2 separate regions of the Anser cygnoides genome follow, and region 1 is linked to region 2. The links are chromatin contacts, called in public Hi-C maps. All regions are on one chromosome and are shown on one strand. The core of a region is the stretch at or near the end of the contact, and the rest is flanking DNA. Distances in the headings are between cores, read along the strand shown. Region 1 overlaps LOC106035819 (a long non-coding RNA gene). Region 2 holds the start of PAH (phenylalanine hydroxylase).

The links. Hi-C and Micro-C count contacts between places; a contact is called where the count stands out from the background.
Region 1: a Hi-C map of liver shows a contact between it and region 2, with 17 times the contacts expected there. The contact joins the enhancer-like site here to the promoter of PAH in region 2. A contact is called at or near these places in 2 of 7 Hi-C or Micro-C datasets (both in liver).

What each region holds. Positions count from the first base shown.
Region 1 is chr1:60,098,532-60,102,161 of Taihu_goose_T2T_genome, forward strand. It overlaps LOC106035819 (a long non-coding RNA gene), which reads right to left. Exons shown (of 3, transcript XR_001206983.3): 2 at 1,529-1,578; 3 at 544-799. Among named protein-coding and RNA genes, the nearest start is that of IGF1, 82 kb to the right of the region's middle. Within about 2 kb of position 1,805, at least 2 of the 3 cell types and tissues checked have open chromatin away from gene starts, as enhancers often do. A contact at or near this core is called in liver, where this site is marked.
Region 2 is chr1:59,971,896-59,975,701 of Taihu_goose_T2T_genome, forward strand. PAH (phenylalanine hydroxylase) reads left to right here and starts at 2,009. Exons shown (of 14, transcript XR_010831701.1): 1 at 2,009-2,210.

The sequences.
Region 1 (3,630 bases), core at 555-3,054, 130 kb after region 2:
ATCTCCAGACACCCCAGACAGATTAGAACTCTGTGACATTTAGCCAATCTTCAATGTTCTTCTTGAACCAAATTTACGGCCATGTCTCTTAAATTTTTCCAGAAGACTCTGTAATTGTTCATTATTAACAGCACACAGTGAGCTGTGTTCAGTGACACAATAGGTTACTACTGTCACCCTCCTTCCAATGTGTAATCTCATAGTCAAATAAATTTATATTTCACTTTTATTTCCAATCATCATTACGATCTTTTTTTGAGAGATGCTAGAGATTTTTTATATTATTTTTAACATCTATTTTTGCCTCTTACGCACACAGACTGTGATCTAAGACAGTTGGATAAGGCAGTACAAGTATTTTGACACAGTAATATATCGTTCCCCTCTCTAAAATCACTCCTTTAGAAATCATTAGGATTCTGGCAGTCTTAGTGAATTACCCTTTGTTCACATTCGCTCTGCTAAAACAGAGTGTTCCCAAGCACTGCTCTCATTATGGTATTTTGGCTGAAACGCCCTGTCTGTATTCACAGTGCAGGCCTATAGGGCACTTTAAATGAAGCCGGGTTTAGGATATGTTTTCAGTGATAGGTAGCATTGCAGAAAATCTCGAACTTTTACTATACAACAAGAAGACAGGTATACCTACAAAACCTTCCTGAGGGCAACGTACAAAACTTACTTTGACAGTACAAAGACCTTTGCCTTCTTCTTCTAGTAGCTCTGACTGGGTGTTTTTTCAGGAGGATAACCACTTAGAAGATCTTTGCCCCAAATAGGATTGGCATTCCATAAATACCTGGAAAATTTTATTTTATTGATCAAGAGACATTGCATTAGCATTAGTCAAAATACCATCATTTATGAAGACATTGCAGAAGTTGTAAAAGTTGTAACTGTGTGTTTTACCCCCAAACAATATTATTTTTATTTAGAAGGACCTTATCCAGAGACTCATTCTAGAATCCAACCAAAAGTGATCATTAGAAACATACTCCAGGAGCTGAATAACTGAATTCGTTTGCATTTCAGAAGTAAAAAGAAAGTGACTCTTCACACCTTTTCCTTCCTGCTGAAAAATAACAATATGGAATAGTTTTTTAATCCATATAATTACTGACATAATCTTTTTAATTTCTATTTCATTATGACCTTGACAACATGCAAAAGAAAGTTGTCCCATTTGAAATTTCAAAGCAGGGTTTTATAGTGAGAGGCTTGACCAGCATTTGAGATAGACTTTGAAACCACAGAATTAAAGTCAAGAAGCTGAATTAAACACAGACCATTACCTCAACAGCAGCCAATCAAACTGACAAATCATGGACTATAAAGCCCTTCTTTTTAAATCATGCAGGTCCCTGGGGCTTGGCCTTATTACATATTTTTGCTCTGATGCTGATGCCTACAACATGCCACAGGCGTTAACTCTTGAAAATAAACTGCATTCTACATCATGCCAAGGGAGGATGCACACAAAGAGATGCAAGAATGTGAACTTAAATGACTTGTGAAATAGTGAACTTACCTGGACTGTAGCCTCAGTGTTTATTTGCTTGTGAGTTCCTTATCTATATTCTTCCAAGAAAAAAAATCAATTAAACAACAAAACTTTCAGGTACAAGGGCTTTAAAAACAAAACAAAACAAAAACAGAAATTGCATGGTGGCACAAGTGGAATGCGCTTTTAAAGAATGAAGGCATTGTCACACTCACTTACAGCTACCTTGGGTAATGAAGGTTTAAATTTTTCCTCATTTGGAACTGGCACTTTCCATGAAATGTTTCTGGTCTTAGATTACCCCTTCCACATTCAGAACTACTGGGCAGAAAAATTCATGCATCACTCCCTTTTGCCTTGCAATGACAAGAAGGGGGGGGGTACACATGAGAACGACTGTCTAGGGATCATCTAGAACTCTAACGACTGACCAAGATGCACAACAATATCTAGATGGACTGCCCCAGGGGCAGAGCAGGGAAGATGGCATCAGCACTCCCTTTCTCTCTATGAAAGGAAAATATGACTTTGTCCCCTTTTGGGAAAAAAAAGCTTACTTTCATCTGTGTACACAAGTGCTGATCCAGAGCAACTGAAATCAATACAAATATTTGCCTGGACTTCAGAGGACCCTGAATCAGATCTATAGCCATTTGATCTAGCTGGCATGTGGATGTGGGGACAGAGTCAGGCTCCCTGCATTCCTCCTGGTTCTTTGCCCTCCTGTTCACCCCATCAGGCGAGGAGTGTCTGCACTGCCAGCACCGGGCAGGAGGCACCGTCCCAGTAGAAAAAGCAGTTGGGGAACCACAAGGGTGTCAGAGAAAGAAAGTGGTGGGAAGCTTATTCCCCAGTGATGCTGAGTAAGGATTATGCTTACTGTTTCCCATCTGATCACTACAAAACTATTTATAACTGTTCTTACAAGAAAAATATACAACACATTAACGAATGCTATATAGCAAACAGCTGAGTCACCATGTCCCACCCTCACATTCTCCAGCACTTGAGCTCAGACATCTAGGAAGTGCCAGAAACAATAATGCACTTTTATAAAAGAGTGTGTATATCTTTTAGACAGATGATATTTGCCTGCTGTTGGCTGCTGGAGTCATAGCCTTCATCTCAATTAAGAATGGTCACAAATATTCCCATAAACTCAGTAGTGGTCCAACAGTGTGGTGTGAGCAGACAGATGTGTGACACAGAAGTCAGAACAGAGCTGGCAGGTGAGCCAAGGAAGTTTTGGCTGTCCCTTGGAAAGGGAGACTTCTGCAATGCCATTCACATCTTCTTCAAAATTAACTGCACAGCAGTGACAAAAAAGGCTAATTTGTAAGACTTCCCAGCCAGGAGGAAAAGATCCTGTGAGATGACTCTGAACAGATGGACTTTGCAACTTCAAATGCTGAAGTCTACTTGTTAAATAAGAGTTAAATTCTAACAATTGTGCAATCGAAAAATATGGCTTAAAACCTGACTTCCAAATCTAACAGACCTGTTCTCATCTCTTTGTAAATTCTGAGAGCCTTGCCTAGCTGACCGACTGCAATTGTTACCAGCCTCAGCCTCAGTCTAATGCTCTATGATGCCACTTGGGTTTCCTCCCATTTTATTACATGTTCCCTTCTAAAACACTGCTCCCAAACAACAGCCTTTAACCAATAATGCATTTTTCAGTTATTTGTTAAATGAACAATGTTTGGTTTAATATTAATCATTTGTCATATGTTTGTCCAGGAAGAAGGTACACAGAAGCTTAGAGACTAAGGTTTGTAATTAAAAATGTTTCCCATCTAGTGACTAAAGAACTATTTATAATTGACCCTGTAGGACAACATATAGGATACTAATGACACAAGAATTCCTGTAGATTAGATGTGCCTTATTCCTGCCCACAGAATACTTGCCTGTGTACCCCATGATACATTTTAATGCTATTATGTTTTAGATCCCACTCTCACACCTCTAGGGGTGACACTGTTCCAGTAAGATTAGTGTTGGTGCTGATATGAGATCAGCTTGCTTGGAAAAGAGAAAAGTTATGTCCAGAGCTATGCAGGACTAAGGAAAAGAATATGAGAATAGGAGGAATGTCTGGAGACGAGTGTGACAAAGATGTGGTATGA
Region 2 (3,806 bases), core at 759-3,258:
TGGGAGGAGTCAAGAAAAATTACAAGGATTTGGCATGAGCAATATTTAGTGTATCTAGTATTTCACTTTACCTTGTCTTTATTGTCAAGGTAGAGTGAACAGAAAGTGCAAAACATAAGAAAAGGGGAGGAGAGGGATGGAAGAAAGGAAAAAGACTCAGTGCATGTAAAAGCCTCAGAGAAGGAAAAAAAAAGAACAAATATTAGTAGAAAGAGAAAAACAAAGAAAAAGGAAGGCACAAATGATTGAAAAAACAGATTATGACTTTGGATGACATAGCTATTTTGGTCAGACTTAGGACATGTATCTAAGTGTTTTAAAATCTAGTTGAAAAACATACCGTGTAGAGAGGCATGGCACGTGGACAAAGCAAAAAGCAAACAAGAACAGTTACTGGAAGCTGTCCTGCCCTACACAGGGACTACTATAATCAGTGTTATCACCATCCTCATCTCACTTTTTTTTTTTTTTTTTTTTGTGAGGTGGCCTTCAATGCCCCTATCATCGACAGAACTCTGCTGGGTGCTGCATGCACAAACACGGGACACAAAACGTTGCCTCCCATAGTGAACCTGCTGACTGAACAGTTCAAAAACAGTAGTTTTAGTACTGCTGGCAGGTAACAAGGTCAAGCTGCCTTTCACCTACTGGACCATCTCTCCTTGCCCCAACCTGATGCTTTGGTGCCAGCAATGTCCAGGGTGGCACGTGTATATCATATTTGGCTGCCTACCTTGGCTGCTAGCCCATAATATAGGATTGCAGTTCACCTCAGAAAGTCACTTTCTACCACTGCATATGGCCATATGATGGACAAACAAGAAGTTTCTCTGAAAAATGTGTGTTTTGTGTCCAAAGCTCTGAGTTACTGCAGATGTACATCATACAGTGCATAATTTCACTGGGCTGGATTCTGAGTTGATGGTCATGGGGTTGAACATGGGTTTGGACTAAGATTCTTGCAAGTGGCTCCCTACTGATCAGATTTCCAGCTACTGGATTTCATAATTACAAATAATTCATGGTAAGTCTTGGTTAAAATTCATCAGTCTGAATTTGTTCTGAGCATGCAGTAGAGTTTCCCTCAAGGCTCAAATAACTGTGAAGGGCTGATTCTTCTGTTCCACAGAATTTATCTTCATCAGAAAAATGCAGCAAGATTACCTGCCGTGACATAGCCTGTCTTGGTGTAGACTTCAGCCTTCCAAATAACAAAATAGATCTTGACCATTCTCTTTTTTTCCTTTTCACCTGCCCTCTAGTATCAGGCTATAACTTTCCTTCATTCCTTCAATCTCTCTGGTGACTCTTTCCAAACCAAGTGTTGGCTGGTTTGTACCAACCCTTTACTAACCATTTCCAAATTCATTCATGTTCCCCCTCTTCCCATTGTAGCTCTCCATGGTTGATATACCTAAAAACACATGCGCACCTTCTGCATTTCTTCTGCCTCCTCCCTGCTCCTTTTCTTCCTTTACCTCCTTCCCTTTCTCCATGTTGAGATCCATATCCCAGAGCAAGGTTCACAAAGTTAACACCTGTTTAATGCTTTATACTGGGCCTCTGTTGTCTCCAGTGCCTGGTGTGCGGAGCTGTCCCCTGCTCTCTGACCTCTTGGATGCAGCCCAAAGGGCCTCACTAAAAGGCAAACAGTCCAGCCGCTGCTGAGTTGTGCCCCGTGTCTGGCACGCAAAGAGAGGTTCCTGGAGAACATCTGATCTCCGATCACGTGGAAGGGAAACCCACTGGTCGCTAAACACACACACAGCCAAAGGAACAGACAAGGGGGAAGGCTGAACCCAAGTCAAAGCATTGACGTGCAGGAACGAAAGCAGCGGCTGACATTGATCTGTGGAAGACAGGCTGCTAATTCAAAGCATGCTGCTTGTCCACGTTGGGCACAGATAGAAACAATGTGCTGGAGTGCCGCTGCATGCTGGGGGGGACCGAAGGGGCTGGCTTGTCCGTGTGCCAGGGCTGGGTGGGTGGGGGGCGTGGAGGGAGAACGCCCTCTTGGCACAGCATCTGGGGGGAGGGAGCTGGAGGAGGGGATGGCTTTGCCTCGCTTCCTCTACTTTAAATACCTTTGCACGGAGCTCTGGCCACCACAGTAAGGTCAGAAGGCTTCACCCGCAGCCTCCCTGTGTGGGCATTGCCGCCTCCACAACATGGACGCACAGCACTGCAAGATGAACGGCGACCCTTTCCAGGTAAGCTTGAGGGGCCTGTGTGCCTGCTGTTCACAGGGAGTCCCTCCATGCCCCCCCATGCTTGCAAATCTTGTTTCCCATTCTCTAAGATGTCCAAGATGGGAGGAAACAACGCGTCTGTCTCAACCGTTTGTGGTGCTTGGTTGCCACCATTGTCCCCTTTGGCAGCCGGCGTGCTTGTCTGGAGTTAATTGTACTCACAGATGTGCGGTGAGAGCAAAAATGAAAACATTTTAACAGAGGAAAGGAAAGAGAGGCAAGAGATCAGGGTCAGGGGACCTCTGTAAATGTATCCTTGCATATATGGCAAATAGAAGAAGCAGCAGAAAAGAGCAGCAGATAATTAGAGGTCTCTTAAACCTGTGTGATGAGCGCAAGCTGTCTTCTGTTTAGGGAAAGCTGCTGAAATTATGCACTCTTCTGGTGGAGCTATTTGTTAACTTTTAGCACTCTGACATATATTCTACCTCCCCCCCACTTTTTTTTTTTTTTTTAGATGTTTACTGACTTACTTTGAACTCTTTGTTTTGGAAAATACAGGAAAGTACTGAAACCCATGACTTTCGATTACAGGCACTATAGATACTGTAGGAGCAAGTGACGTAATTTGAGGCCAGCATGGTTAATTATTAGGACTGAATTCTGTCCTGCGCAATGCCTCTGAAGCTGGGGACAAGCTGTGGAAGATGTGAAAAAACGAGCTTCATTTCCTACAAATCTTTTTAGGTACAGAGCAGCCAAGGAAGCCTGGTTTCCTACTGCTTCGTGTGCTGAGGCTGAACTCCCCTAGAGATACGCTACTGTTCCACCTTGCTGTTTCTCCAAGTTGTCTAATTGCTTGATCCCAGTGAGATCTGTGGGAGCTGAGCATCTAGCTACCTTAAGAAACTGACTCTAAATGGCTTGGAAACTAGTTTAATTTTTAGGAGTAACTTCAGAATCTTATTTTCATTGAAATATTTTTTCCATTTTTTTCTATACTATTTCTATACTATTTTGTGTATTTTACTTTCTCTGAAACTACAGAAAAAACTTCCTCTAGCTTCAGCAGTGTTGGAATTCACTCTGAATGTTTAAACAACTCAGAAATGAGTTTGAAGGCTGACAGGTCTGTATTATTGACCTCCCAAACTGCCATGTGTCAGAAAGACAATATCAATCTCTGTGTGAAGTAGTTAATTAAGAACATAGATTTGCATTGCACTCAGGCAAACTGTCCCTGCATCTACACATCACTGATGTAAGAGACTGTGCTATGTCCAGAAATGGTTGTCTGTATTTGTCAACTGGTTCTTATACACTTACAGGTCAGATATGCATGTCATATAGACAGTGTTTCAATGACAATGAAACAATTTGTTCAACTCTTAATCACAATCACAGTAGTAAGAGTAGAATTGTCCCAAAGCTGCATTTCATCTCTATATAAGAGATTGAGAGACAAGAAATTAGAATTCGGACTGAGAACGGATTAGCCATGATCAACAGTTAAAAAATATGCATATATATGACAAAAAGCTCAGCAATAGATGTGAGTGCCTGCGTTTGTGTTGATGTATTGGCTCCAGTGTCTATTAATGTATATTGCCTCCATAC